2 separate regions of the Drosophila melanogaster genome follow, and region 1 is linked to region 2. The links are chromatin contacts, called in public Hi-C maps. All regions are on one chromosome and are shown on one strand. The core of a region is the stretch at or near the end of the contact, and the rest is flanking DNA. Distances in the headings are between cores, read along the strand shown.

Region 1 (7,398 bases), core at 437-2,936, 94 kb before region 2:
AAAACATATTCTTTTTATATATTGTTGAGCGTGTGTTCTTTTCCTCATTTACAGAATATTTTATGATCTGAACGTTTTTTTTTTATATTTGAATTTCAAATAATTACCTTTATGGACCTATCGGTGTTGCTAAGAAATCGATAAATGTAAAAAATACCAGGCCTAACCGTTGTGTTTTGGCGCCCAAGAAACGGCCACACTACAGCCCCACGCTTCAATTTGTTTGTGCGAATTTGTGAAATTGCACATAAAATGCCGGAAGAACCAGAGAAAACGGCGGACGACAAGCGCAGTCACTTGCCGTGGATTGAGAAGTACCGCCCCGTGAAGTTCAAGGAGATAGTGGGCAATGAGGATACCGTAGCAAGACTATCCGTATTCGCCACCCAGGGAAATGCACCCAATATTATTATTGCTGTGAGTTTGTGAGGAGTAAAATTAGTTTGGCGCCACTAATTGTGATCTATAGGGTCCTCCTGGCGTGGGCAAGACAACCACCATCCAGTGTCTGGCCAGGATTCTCCTGGGAGACAGCTACAAGGAGGCTGTCCTCGAGCTGAATGCCTCCAATGAACGAGGAATCGATGTGGTCCGCAACAAGATCAAGATGTTTGCTCAGCAGAAGGTGACACTGCCGCGGGGCAGGCACAAGATTGTGATTCTGGACGAGGCGGACAGCATGACGGAGGGTGCCCAGCAGGCACTGCGCCGGACCATGGAGATCTACAGCAGCACCACTCGTTTTGCCCTGGCCTGCAACACCAGCGAGAAGATCATAGAGCCTATCCAGTCCCGCTGCGCCATGCTACGATTCACCAAGCTGTCCGATGCGCAAGTTCTGGCCAAGCTCATCGAGGTGGCCAAGTGGGAGAAGCTTAACTACACGGAGGACGGACTTGAGGCCATCGTATTCACTGCCCAAGGTGATATGCGACAGGGACTGAACAACCTGCAGTCCACCGCTCAGGGATTTGGCGACATCACCGCTGAGAACGTCTTTAAGGTCTGCGACGAGCCGCACCCAAAGCTCCTAGAGGAGATGATCCACCATTGCGCTGCTAACGACATACACAAGGCCTACAAAATCCTGGCCAAGCTGTGGAAGCTGGGATACTCGCCGGAGGACATCATTGCGAACATATTCCGTGTCTGCAAGCGCATCAACATCGATGAGCATTTGAAGCTGGACTTTATCCGTGAGATCGGAATCACCCACATGAAGATTATCGATGGTATCAACTCGCTGCTGCAGCTCACCGCCCTTCTGGCCAAACTCTGCATTGCCGCCGAGAAGCATTAGATTTAATATGAACTATAGGTTAAAGAAATCTCAGAGATAAATAAAATTGGAGATAAATAAGTCCTTTTCAGTATTGAATACAAGTGTACCTAAATTTTAAACTGGGCACCGTTAGTTAACAGATTAATGTTAATTTCTATGTCAGCGCACTTAGAGCATATCGTCCCTAATGGAGTGTTAATTATTGCGCCCTTGGTATCGGAAGCTGAAATTATCATACAACATTAGATAATGTATTTATAGGACCGAATGATCATTAGTTTTTATACATAAAACCGGAGTTAGTTTTTATACATAAAAACCAATACGTTAGTTAACATTTCTAGTATTTTCGTAGAGCACACCACTATACAACAGTACGGTCGCATTAAGTAGATTATCGCAGCACTACAGAGCTGGCCACACTGTTTGCAGCGCTAAAGTAAAGTGAAATATGGCGAGTCTTGGGGGCCAACACGGAAATATTTCGACTAATCCAGAAGGTACGCATTGAAAACAACCCGCTGAGAGTGCGAAATCGAAGGACGAATGCCCCCGCGTCGAAAATCGGCCAGGATCTACGCGTTTTCGGGGCGTTTTCAGTGGCCAAAAAGTGCTGGTCGACTGCGCAGCAAAACGGCACTCACACCACGGCCAAAAAGCAAAAACGGAGTGAAGAGAGAAAAACGAAGAAAAAAAACAGCGAGGCGAGAGGCACAGAAAAGAAAAGAAGAGAAAAGCCGAGAAGCCAAAAGTGTCTGCCCCCTAGAAATGGGGGATATATGTATTTCGAGTTCCCCGATTCCGAACCGGAGTTTTGAGTTTATAAATAAGTTCCAGTCGGAAAAGTCGTTGGAACAAGAGAGAGGGAAACATACATTATTTTCTCGTACTTCTCACTGTCTCTCTCGCTTCGTCATCGCAGCTGCTGCCGTGCGCTTGTGTTCGTGCGTGTGTGTGTGTGTTTTTGTGTCCCCCTCCTTCCTCGCTCTTTCGCCTTCTTGTCACCTTTCCTTTTTGCCAAAACGCAACGGCAATTGATTTTCCCCACACACGAAAGCCAAAAGTCCGTGTAAAACTCCGGAAAATCGCAGCGAAACTCAATCGTCCATTTTTCTCGTACTTCTTTTGCAGTGGAAAACACAGCCAAGCGACCCGAAAGTCGCGAGGGCAGCGCCGAGCGAAAAGGTAAGCCTTCTATGCGGATTATCTTGCGAGTTACATAAAATCGGCACCAATGTATATCACACATACGCACTATATGTAATCGCTTTAACATCACCTATAACTCGAACCACAGCCCACGCATTCGCACCTGCCAAGATCTCGGGCTGCAGCGCCGGCGCAACCTTGCATTGGTTCGCCCAGGTGGGCGGTCAAATCTCCGCCAGTGAAGACGACTCTCAAGGTAGTTGGCATTCCATTCAGGCTGCTCCAAAGTCTTCCACAGCCACGCCCCGTTCTGTTCCGCCTCCAAAACGAATGCTCCGAATGTTTGCCGCATGATCTCACTAACAAATAAGACCCATAGTCCGCCTTATCGCGATTTTAACCGTCACTGGTCTATTGCAAGTCTTTCATAGCTGTTTTTCTAATAAGAAAATCTTCTTATCTATTCTCACCCAGTGACACGCTTTAAATCACTGTAGTTTCTAAACTGTCTAGATGTTACCCACTAAAGTGGGTTATTAAAAACTCAAAGCATCTTCAATTAACACCTAAAAGATCAAAATGTTATCTACACTTAAGGTCTAGCTTGATTTTAGATGGCAAGTCCAACTCTAATTATACAAATTTTAAAAATATGTATAGTCATATTTGACTAAATCATTGTGAGAATGCAAAACAAGGAATGATTAAGTTATTGGGAATTTGATCTTAATAACAATGTTCTCAAAGTTTGTTAAGTTAAATTGAACTACATGTTATTACGAGAGCAAAAAGGAAATGGATTTTATCAAGCGAAAAATCAATTGCAATGTTTTTGGCTTTCCAAAAACACAAGTAAATATGGCATACAGTGGGTTAAAATCCAGCAATTTTGCCTGCGACCTTGACAGCTGATAATTTCCCATTTGCAAGATATTTTCGCACCTGTAACTGGCAAAAAGATTGACTTGCAGTTGTTCCTTTGTCGTCTTGCTTACGTCATGGAATTCCAAAAATATCTTAACCGATAAGGCGATAAGAACCAGTTCCCAGTTCGATTATGCAGACTTTGGCAGCCAAACCGCATGCTACCAATATTATTGTTATTATTGTTAATTTTTTTTTTGCATTTTTCCGCCTCAATGTCATTTCAATAGAACAAAATGTGCGCCTGCATTAGCAATTTGCTTTCTATTTTCCTTTTATCATTTGTTTTTTTTGTTGTTCGCCCATTTTGCACATAGGCAAATTTGAAGCGGGGGCGGCGGTATTGTTGTCCGAGTATTTGTGCCATATTTGTTATTGTTGCTGCTGCTAGTTTGTCAATTGACCCACAAAATGCGAGTGTACATTGTCGATGACGTCAGCTCTCGGCTCTCATGTAAATAACTCGCCGGCAAAAGTCGAAAAATGGGGTATAATACTACACATATTAAGCAGATATTTATCGATTTTTGTTGGGCCACAGGTAGCAACTGATGAAAATATTCCCAGTTTTATTTGCTTGCGAACCGTAACTTGTTTATCCAAATTCAATTTATGCCCTTATAAGTATGTGCGAATTCGAATCTCTATTCATTTTGCTACGCTTTTAGCGTCCAAAGACCGTGAGGAGAAACTAAAATATGCCCGCGATCGCCAAAATGAGGAGCGCCACCGGAAAATCGAGGAACTGCGTGCCCAGGCGGAGGCCGCCCAGCGGTACCGTGAACAAAAGGAGGAGGAGCGCCGTCGACGCATCGAGGAGATCCGTACCCGGGACACAGAGAAGCGCCACCAGGTGGAGGAGCGCAAGAAGGCCATTTTCGAGGCCGAGAAGGAGCGCCGCGAGTACATCCTCAAAAAGAATCAGGTGCGTGCGTTATCGCTTCGATTCCAATGAACTTCTATTATAATTCTTGTTTTTGATCATCCACAGGAACGCGAGTCCCGGATAGAAGTGAAAAAACGGGACAGAAACTCCATCGGCTTCGCATTTGGCTCCTCGACTCCCCGCCTGCTGGATGTGCCCGCGGATTATGGTCTGGTATCGCCCAGTGCCTTTTGGGGTCAGCGGAGGTGAGATCCGAATGAAAGTTATCTGAGCACAAAGCCAAAAACTCACACAAAACGCGCACACTAATATGTAGCCATTCATGGCTATCTAGATTAGTATATATTTTGGCCGATTTCATATGTGCTTTGCGCTGCACATGACTAATTAGCGCTGCACTCTGACTGGCATTACTTAATTATTTTTATCAGTTCTTGAACTTTTAATGACGAAATTGTTTGCCAAAATATATAAATCACAATTAGTATAATTATTGACTTAGTAAATGTCGCGAAATGAAAGCAAATAATTGGCTAACATGAAACTAAAGATAGTGAGCTAGTAGCCAATCAATTGTTGAAAAAACCCATTTCACAATGATTAAGCAGGTTTTCATTGTAAACTTTGATATTCTTAATGGCAAATAGCTAATTGTTTTATCGTTATGAAGTAGCAAGGCCATTTTGAGGCAATTCGAAGTTTATATTTTTGCGCTTAGATATTTGAATTTGAGTACTAAACATGACTTCCCCTTGCAGGTCCACATCTATATCGAACGTAGCGGGCGCCTCGCTCACACGTCGAAGTTCAGAGCGTGAACTTGCCGACAGTGGTGCTAAGAAGCGTGCCTCCTCATCGACGGACCGACAAGATGGTGAGTCGCGCTGCCCCCGGCAGCACTTGAGTCATCCCCGAAACAGATATACACACACTCTTGAACACTCCACACTCGCTGAGACACCAGACACACATAATGAGATTAAATTTTACTTTGCAGTTATCGTTATCGTTACCTTAGACACTCGTAAATCTTGTAATTGACAAGTCCCAGTTATTGTTTACATGTGCCCCGCAAACCGGAGATTTCTATAACCCTCTACCATGTTATCTCCCACTGTGCCCAGTTGGTGTACATGTGAATTACTATTATTGTATAGATACAAACCCCTAGCACCCACAGACTTCTCACACGGCACGATCACTTCTGCTCCCTTCTTCTCTTTTTATTTATTTTTTTTTCTTGTATTTGTTTTCTAATATGATTTGCACCCAAAAGCAAACAGCAATCACACCTCTGTAACGTTCACTTCTATATTTGAAACAAATCGAAAAAACTACCGACTTCACACAGATCACCGACGCAAGTCTTCCTCCATGTACGAGGTGTTCAATTGGGGCTATTCCAATGACGAGCCGCCCAAGCGGTTCTCGCTCTCCATTGCCGGCAGCGAGATAAATATCGATGGGCCGGCCAATCCCCATCCGCCGCCCACTTCCAAACAAACAGCCAACGCGCACAGACCTACAAATCTCACAACAACCACAGCAACAAGCACCACTACTGCAGGCCACAACAACTTTAACAACAATAACTCGTATCGTAAGGGTGAGGGTTCTTCTACTCTACTCAGCTCCTCCTTCTCGTTCTTAACCCTTCTCGTTCTGACCCCGTTTTTTGTTTTGCCGTAACCCCAATGCCAAACCTAACCCTGTATTCGTAACCCCGCCGTAAGCTCGTAACTCTCGTTGTCTCTACCCCCGTAACCCAAACCAATGGCATGCCTTGAGCTTCTCAGTTTTGCATGATGTTTTTACGCCCTCCAGATTGTACAGATCCCAAGCGCTCTTCGTTGAAGCTAACCCTCGAAAGCAGGATCGACCGTCTGTAAAGAATTCAACGTAAATCCCCAACAGCATGGTTATTTTGTACCGAAAGTGTTTACACTGGCTGACTGTATTAATTACCGATTCTAAAATTAATAATCTATTATGAAACCATCAGGAGTATCAGTGTAAACACTTAAGTTTTAGCTATTTCGCTTTTGGTTTCTATCGTTCCTAGATATTAAGTTTTTTCATATATAATTTTGAGACCGAAATCGCAAGTGAATCATTTCGGCAGTTGCATCCAAAAATCGAATATCAAAATCCAAAATCATGTACAAAACAAAAACCAAAACAACCCAAAACCCGAATATTGCAGAAGATAGCGTTGACTCATCACCCATGGTGTTCCGAAGCGTTTACCGCAGGAAAACGGACCTTATGCCGACAATACCTAGCCCCCGAGACGGGCATTATGGTTCGCGAGGCTCCCTGAGCTCGACGCCGGCCAGAACCCCAGGTAAGACCCACCCAATCGATCCTCCAGTCCATCCAACCGACACACCCCCATAGCTATCTGAATCATGCTCATCCAGCGATCAGCTTCATCGTCTATCTACGCATCAACAGCTCTTCATTCGACATCCCTCCATCCGATTAGTTGTGTTTCCTTTTGGTTTAGCCCATTCCGGACCAAGAGTTGCCCTTAGCCCCTGACTTTTTACTGTCGTTTCCCGGGTTCAATGCTGTTTCGGCAGAGATATAGTGAGAAAATATGGAACACTTTCTCTTCCAGGCACCTGAAAACACCAGAACTTTATTCCACGCACTTGAAACACACACTGTAAAAAACACACCAGCCACCTGAACACACCTTTTTCAAAACACACCTTGTACACACCATTTTGTAGACCAGTTTGTCCACATCTTTTTGTGAAGTCTTCCTGTAACTGCAGTTGCGTTCGAAATAGTAAAGTTTTATTAAATCTTATTTTATAAAAGTTATATCAGGTATTCTCGTATCTTAATGATTTTCAGAATACAATAGATATATTTAAGACAATTTTGAAAATTCCTTGAAAACTATTTCGAACGCATCCGTGGGTTAAGCTTAGCTAGCTCCCTAAGGATCCACAGCCAGAGCCAGGCTCAAAAAAAGATTCACGAAACCAATTTCAACTTTCAACTGAACCGCAGGACGGGCCTACTCGATGAACCGCTTGGACCAGCTGGCGCAGCCGATACGCCGCAATGGGGAGCACATGCGTGCGATTCTGGAGCGGGAACGCCGCGAGCGGGAGCTGGAGATGCTGGACGAGACCGCCTCGCTGGG
Region 2 (7,539 bases), core at 3,962-6,461:
CCTTTTAGAATGATTTCAAGTATCTTAGCCTATCAATAATCTTTGATTTGACACTCAGATTGTTTTCGATTACCTGTAGTACCATACCCTGCCCTAAAATATTATACAAATTGCTAGAATAGGGTATACTGCCATATTCATAATCCATTAGAAGCTAAGAAAACAAAATAAAACAAACAAAGCTAGAAACAAAACAACAGCCTGGCAGCCCACACGGATAATAAAAGTCCGGCATATGATTTCTGGCGGCGTATCTATGGCCATCTGTATCTGTATCTGTATCTTGTGCTCGCCTTGCGGCTCGAATTAATTAAAAAATCAAAGTCGTTGTAATTATTTGTCTCGGGCTGCAAAAAGTGTCTGGCACTCGATGCTATCTGGTGTGGCTCTCGAGATCTTAAGCCCCGAAAGTGGAGTTGCAAATTGAACTTGCTTTTTTTGGCGCCACAGCTGCCATTGTTGTTGGTAAATATCAAGTGCGTGGGCGACTTGGAGTCGCTTGCGTCTAATGGAGAGCACTGAAATCCAAGGCCTCCCAGTCAATCTGAGTGACTGACTTGGGCTCGATAAACCGATCATGGTGAATAGGCCTCCTATAGAGGCATATATCCGTTGCAGTTGACGTCACGCGGCATGAAATCATTTTCAAAAAGTGGGGGTTAGGGATAAATCAGCGAGCATTCCATGAATAATCATAGACGAGCGGACGAGCGAACACTAGAGATACAATATATTCGCCAGCTAGTTCAATAAACAAAACCACACGGCGATTCAATTACCAATGCAGCTCACAGCGTCTGGACTTTGACTTTGACGACCCACGGTGCGTATGAGCGACGCGGAACAAAACTATTTGAGTTCGGTTTGGGGGTTTTCGGATTATTTATGCGTTACATGCCGAAACACAAAGCCAAATCGGAGTATTTCACATGACGCATTCGGTTGACATGCGTGTCACTTCAAACAGAAGCGGACACGCCCCCTCGCCAATTTTTAATTACAGGAAGAAATATATTTAATTGGCGGCTGCTTATCTAATATTTTAATGTATGATGTATTATTATCCATCTCATTTTTTTTGTTATCTATAAATAGTTTATAGAGAGGGTTTCATTAGCAATTTTTTTCAGTGCATTCCATACCATCGCAGAGACTGACAATTGAAATGAAATTGATTGAAATGCGATTAACAAAATGAATATCAAACTGCAGCGACAATAACAACAAATGACCAACTCTATAAATGTTTTGTTTTCTCGCATTGAATTGAATAATCACACATATGTGTGGCAGGTGGAGTAAAAAAAAAAAGGGGGGGAAATGATATTGGCATAGTTCGATTCGGAAAAGTGTTCAGTAGGCTATTTTTATGGCCCCACATCGATTGTTTTTGGCCACTTTCCTGCAGAGTCACGAAATCTTGGGGAGCTGTGACAATTTCATTTGTTTACTTTACTTTATATAATGCAATGAGATAATCAAGGCATTATGTCAGCCCAACTGGGCCGAGCTGGGCTCAGGTGTATCTAGCACCAGATAGATCACTTGGACCAGCTATGATCTCAGCCATCGAGCCGTGAAAGTTCTGGCTTTTAGATTAAGACACCCACGCAATGCCAGCATAAAATGGAGTGGACGACGTTGCTCCACTTCGGACACTTTGCAGACCGATCTCCAAAAAGAACAGCATGACCTACGCTAATAGGGATTGTGGAAGAGAAAGATTTCAAACTAATTTTAGCAGTTGCGACATCACCGAAATATCGGAATATCGAGCCAGCAGCAGCAACAACAAAAGTTCGGTGAACTGCACAAAAGATATGGCAGAAGTATAATAAGACAATGCCGTGCTTCATTAGCCCTGGCATCATCACCATCTGACCATCTCACCATCATCGCCGAAGAAAGCAAGCAGGCAGTCGTCGATTGGTCAGCGGACAAAAAATGCACACAAATCAACGTTAGAATTTTGGAATTCCAGCGGGAACAAAGCGAAAAAAGATGGAGAGTTCGGTTCGAAATTCCCGGTACCACCAAGTCAAGATGGGGGTAAATTGACTTTTTATAGACAGTGACAACAATTAATTATATTTTAATATGCTGCGCAGCCTGGCTTATTAGTTTATAGTATCAACAAAGTATCAACAATACAAATTAAAGAGCTCCGCCATCTCCATCTTCATTCGCCATCCCAACCCATCGAACCCAAGCTCGACCTCGAAGAAAGGCCGCCACAGAAAGTCATCGAACTTTCTCCGTGTTCTTTCGCCGACTAATTTCTATATTAGGTGTCATGGTCTCGGCTGTCGGTGGTTCTATTAATTACCCCAACAGCTGCGATCATTTATAACTTAGTCGGGGTAGTCAATCTTGCGATCTGTTACAATTTGTAAGTGGAAAACCCGTGGAGTCAGTGGAGCTCCCAAGGTGCGCAAGGTCGAACAAATTTGCCTAAACACAATCGCAAAGATTAGCAGCCAAATTGCCGTGTCAAGTGAACCTCTCGAAGTTGGGAACCCAGTGGCTCCTCCAGAAGAAAGAAAAGATCCGACCCGACCCGGCTATTATACAATCGCGTGACTCTTCTCAGAGCTGCTGCGAATATTTGTTGCCCAATTCACCTTTGTAAACGGTGACATGCGAACAGAATGGTTATGGATAGAATGGTTAGATGGATGGAGCTGCGGATGGTGCCAATGGTGGCCCCAAGCAGCGTCTGAGCTGTAATTAATAGCAGCTTACGGGTTAGTCGCAAATTAGCCACATGACACAGCGCCAGCGAAGGCGTAGGAGTCTGGAGACATAACCGAGACGGTTCCTCGTGGGCGGAACTGACCCCATCCGGGAGAACTCCTAAGCTCTTTAGCACTTCCCTTCGTTTTTACCAGCGACGGTTGAAAAAGTCGCTAACAGCATCCGTTCGATTGGAGGCGTTGCGTTTGACGAGTTTTACAGCGTGGGTGTGTGTGCTTACCACTCTAATTTACTCGAAATACATTAAGTTTGATTTAAGTCGTAAATATGCTAATAAAAAGCATTTAACTCGGATTAAAACTCATTATTTATACTGCAAAACTTTACACTGTCTATTAGTCAACTTCTATAAACGAAGTGTGGATAAAATATTAAAACAAAAATATTTATGATTTATACATATGTCCATATGCTTTTTATTTCAGAAGTTTGTTTTTTTGGGGTTTACTAAGTACTAGAATATATTAAACACTCGCAGCCAGCCTGCTCTGATCGCAACTAGTTGAGGGGATTCGATGTCTTGGCGCTCTCCTGGCGGATGGCGTTGATCAGCTCGTAGTTGACCAGGAAGGTGAAGCGCAGACCGGATATTTCCACTGTGCAGTTGTGACCGAGTCGAGCTTTGTTGGCGGATAGCAAAGGAGTGCCGTCGATAAAGATGGCCCTCTTTCCCTCGTTAGCGATGAAGAAATCCCCATTGCTGCGCAGCTTAATGGTTCCTTGGCGGCGAGAGATCTTCGCAGCCGGTCCCTCGAGCCCCAGATCCACGTCCACCACACAGTCCTTGGCATCGCGACCAAATGTTATTTCCTTGGAACGCATTAGGTACCGCACATGGCGGCCACACAAGCAGGCCAGTGTCTGGTTGTCGAACTCGGAGGCAGCGGTCGGACTAAGCACGGAATCCACCAGGACGGCCCAGCGCGAGAGCTCGTTCTCCAGCAGGCGAATATTACGTTTGTTGCGACGATCTGCCAGAGCTCGCTCCATCTCGAGAGCTTCGTCACGTGGCTCGTTCAGGTCGTGCTCGAAGATTTGATCTTCTGCATCCGAGAAGCTGAGTGGCTGCTGATCCGTGCCATATATAGGCTTCACTGACTGATCCGGCAACAGGGTGTACTGCTTGAGAAGAAGCCAATGGTTTTGCAAGGATTTGGCAGTGCGGGCGCAGTAGAAAACGGAGGCATTCTTATCCAGTAGCTCCTGGAACTGCTCAAGTTTTGGTTGTTCCGACTGTGAATTGAATTACTGATTAGAAAAAGCTTAAATCATGATGAAAATAGTGTACTTACGCTCTTAATGGTGCCAAGCAGATCCTCCTCCTGCACGCTGTACAAAGCTTTGCGCTGAACGGACTCCACGAGTTCGGGGTGCAGGTTCCTTATGGCGGACACTGCAATCCTGGACACCGCAGGCTCATACAGCAGAGCATACCAGCGCTGCTGTAGTTCCTGCAGAGTAAACTTGCAGGAAAACTTAACGCCGCGATGGATTATCCGCAGATCGTTGGTCTGCTGGATGCCAATTATGAGGGCCAAGTCGTCAATGGGCTTCCAGCGGCCCAAATCCTTGGTGGCCATCTGACCCATGGGACGACCATTTCTACGCTGCGCCTTTTTGCTGGCAGGACGCACTGGGCGCGAACGGCGCTCGCTGGTCGTGGAGCGCTCCATGGCCGGTGGTTTGGGATGCGCGACGGCAGTCACAATTGGGGCAACTGGAAGGGGAGTGGCCAAGGGAGCTGGCGTTGTGGGCGTGGCCAGTGACAGCGATGCAACAGTGCTAGGTGTCCCCGGCAGCAGGGAATCAACTGAAAGCGGCGTCTGTGGCGTGGAAGTGGGTATGTTAAGAGGCGCTAACGTGGTGTGCGGCACGCCCACCAAAGCTGGATAATTCTGGGAGGTGGTGCGAGGCCTGCTGCTGCGATTGGCGTCTGTTCCGCTGCGATTTGTGGGCACCGCAATGTTGTACTCAACTATTTCGTCATCAAAACGCTTCCTTTTAATCGTCCGCGATGAACTGTTTCGATGCAAAAGGAGCTGCCACTTAATCTGTCAATTTTGACATATGTCATCGTCTCACCTTCTTCGCTTTTGATCGTTTTGCTGTTCTATCTGCAGATTTGAAATGGGATTTCGTATCGGCGTTGAAATTCCAACGGCACTGCTAGCTGTACTTCCTATTGTGGTTGTTGTTGTTGTGGCTGCTGGTGTTGGCATGGTTGTTGTTGCTGGCGACACGCCTACCTGGATTAGTGTGCTCGCAGCTGCTGTGGGAATGGTGGACACTGTGGGGGGATTGGGAGCGGTAACGGACACTGCACTGCTGGCGATCGCGGTTATTCTTGATGCCTCCATCGCTCTAGCGGGCTGTTTATGGGCTAAAATGTATTTATTTTCGCGACGCACAGCTCAGCAGTGTGACCGCACCAGCAGGAAAAAGTATATCACTTGCAGAGTTGCCACGTCTTCGAAATAAAGTGTCACTGCAAGAAAAACATTTGTTAATAGCTTATATAAATATATATAAAATTAATTTTCTTTCTTAACAGTTCACTTGCTTAATATATAATTAGCGAAAGTGAGAACATTAAGCTTGACTTTACCATTTTAAAAGTTACCATCATAGTGTCACTGGCCTGCCAGATCTCCATGGGAAACACATGTTTCGCAACACTGCTACCCACACAAACGCATTCGCGAATATCTGGTAACCTCGCCACTGGAGCCCTCTCGAAATTTTGTTTACTGGCATTTAAAATCAGCGAATTCGGGCTAAAAAGTCTTACTTATGCACCCAGCACCGATGCCCGGAGCGACTAGATGAGTGTCTGGATGAGCGGGCCCCGAAATTTCGCACTAGCCACACAAATTATACGGGAAACTATGAGGTAAATGGTTCTTTGCACGAAAACAAAAAGGCGACTGACTAAGATATGACTAATCGATTTGCAGTTTGCACTACGCGGAATCGGAATCTTCGCCGTCAGAGAGCAAAATGGACATCTCGGAGACGCCGACGGACTCAACGGGCGTCTCGCCGCTGGCGGATGATGTTTTGCCCACCGCGCCGGAGAAGAATATCCTGAAATTGGAGCAGGCCAAGCAGGATCACGATAAGGAGGAACTGGAGTTCAAGACGACCTCCGCGCTGGACAACAGAATACTGCGTCCAGAGCTGCTGCCCATGGAGGCGATGCCACAACGACACAACATCATCGAGCGCACCCTGGCCAACAGCCATCCGCTGATGTCGCCAACCAACACGGACTCAGACTCGGAACCCTTTCAGCTGAAGAAGCAGGAGAAACAGCTGCCGAGGAGCAACTTTCCGGACGTTGTGCCCACCACGGAGACGGTGCAGGTGAAGAACAACCTGAACCAATGCCGGAACAAGCCGCAGGACGCCAAGGTCAGCCTGCTAAGGGCCAACAGTCCGGATATCCTGAGCAGCGAGTCAGATGCGGATGTGTCCCAGTACTTGGCCGCCGTGGAGTCTAACTTTCAGTCCGTTTCCCTGATGCCCAATGGCAATGGCAAGAAATCCAAACGATCGACTGCACTCCCTGGTGGCGAGGACATATCTAGCCTGGATTCCATCTCCAATCACAGCTTCGACGATGACGAGGACATTGAGCACAATTTGGCCTCTCTAAGTCCATCGAGCTCCCTGATTGATGGCTTAGACGGAGAGGATGACGACGACGACTGCGAGGGTCCGGAACTGCTGCCCGACCACGACGACGACTTGGAACTGGACCTGGAGTTCGGTTTGGCCACCACGCCCACGCCAAATGCTCCGGCATCGGCTACGGCTGCCTCAACTCTGCCACAGTATACGGCTGCTGAAGAGAGACGTGATTCGCGGAATTGGCAGAAGATCACTTTACCGGATGGACGTACCAGGGAGATCGACATGCGGGTCATAGAGCCCTACAAGCGTGTGCTGTCCCACGGCGGCTATCTCAAATCTGGCGGTCAGAACGCCATTGTCATCTTTTGCGCCTGTCACCTGCCGGATAGGTCGAGGGCCGACTACAGCTACGTGATGGACAATTTGTTTCTGTACGTGGTCAAGACCCTGGAACAGTTGGTCACTGATGACTATGTGCTAATCTATCTGCATGGCGGCTCCAATAGGCGTAATGTGCCACCTTTTCCCTGGCTTAAACGGTGAGTTGTTCGGTCTGTTTTTTAAGGAGATTTCTAATGCCGTGCTATGATAATCCTTTAGGTGTTATCAGCTGCTTGATCGCCGACTGCGCAAAAGCCTGAAGCACATGTATTTGGTGCATCCGACATTCTGGATAAAATCGCTGGTTTGGATGGCGCGGCCTTTTGTGAGGTAAGTAATAATAATCATTGTCAAATGTAGATCTCATATAAATACTGCTTTATCTCTCGTAGCACAAAGTTTTGGCGAAAGCTGGTCTACGTAAAGTCCCTGGAGGAACTGGGCATGCACGTGGTCGTGGAGAAGGCAGCCATTCCGGAGAAGGTCAAGCAATACGACGCCAAGCGGCACTGAGGCCCTGCGATGCCCCAGACTTGTTAAACGCAAAACGCTAATGCAAACTTAACGCATTCATGCCACACTCGCTACTCGAGCCTCTGCATTCCCCATCTTCAATAAGGACTGAGGCTAATCCTCCAAACCGATCGTTTGCGCTCTCTCGCTATGCTTTAATTTAAGATCTCAATCTTTGTGATACTTTATTTTTGCCTTCTCTCAGCCAAGTCGAAATCCCCCCCAGCATTTTTCTGTGTGAAGCGTGAAGGCGTTCAG

The links. A called contact is a pair of places that touch in the nucleus more often than the background predicts.
Region 1: a Hi-C map of the Kc167 cell line shows a contact between it and region 2, with 2.8 times the contacts expected there. A contact is called at or near these places in 7 of 107 Hi-C or Micro-C datasets (the D17-c3 cell line, the Kc167 cell line, the S2 cell line and 3 more) and 1 of 7 datasets of targeted methods (the Kc167 cell line).

The regions. Positions count from the first base shown.
Region 1 is chr3L:4,128,838-4,136,235 of dm6, reverse strand. ens (ensconsin) reads left to right here and starts at 1,686. Exons shown (of 13, transcript NM_001300004.1): 1 at 1,686-1,782; 2 at 2,414-2,467; 3 at 4,024-4,280; 4 at 4,347-4,486; 5 at 5,000-5,115; 6 at 6,445-6,585. The coding sequence starts at 1,734. It overlaps RfC4 (Replication factor C subunit 4), which reads left to right and starts at 198. Exons shown (of 2, transcript NM_079191.3): 1 at 198-417; 2 at 470-1,376. The coding sequence starts at 253. The coding sequence ends at 1,300.
Region 2 is chr3L:4,038,201-4,045,739 of dm6, reverse strand. It overlaps Rcd5 (Reduction in Cnn dots 5), which reads right to left and starts at 5,211. Exons shown (of 3, transcript NM_139595.3): 1 at 4,837-5,211; 2 at 4,047-4,773; 3 at 3,143-3,987. The coding sequence starts at 5,111. The coding sequence ends at 3,253. It overlaps CG11593, which reads left to right and starts at 5,258. Exons shown (of 4, transcript NM_139594.2): 1 at 5,258-5,644; 2 at 5,709-6,926; 3 at 6,988-7,098; 4 at 7,161-7,539. The coding sequence starts at 5,640. The coding sequence ends at 7,281.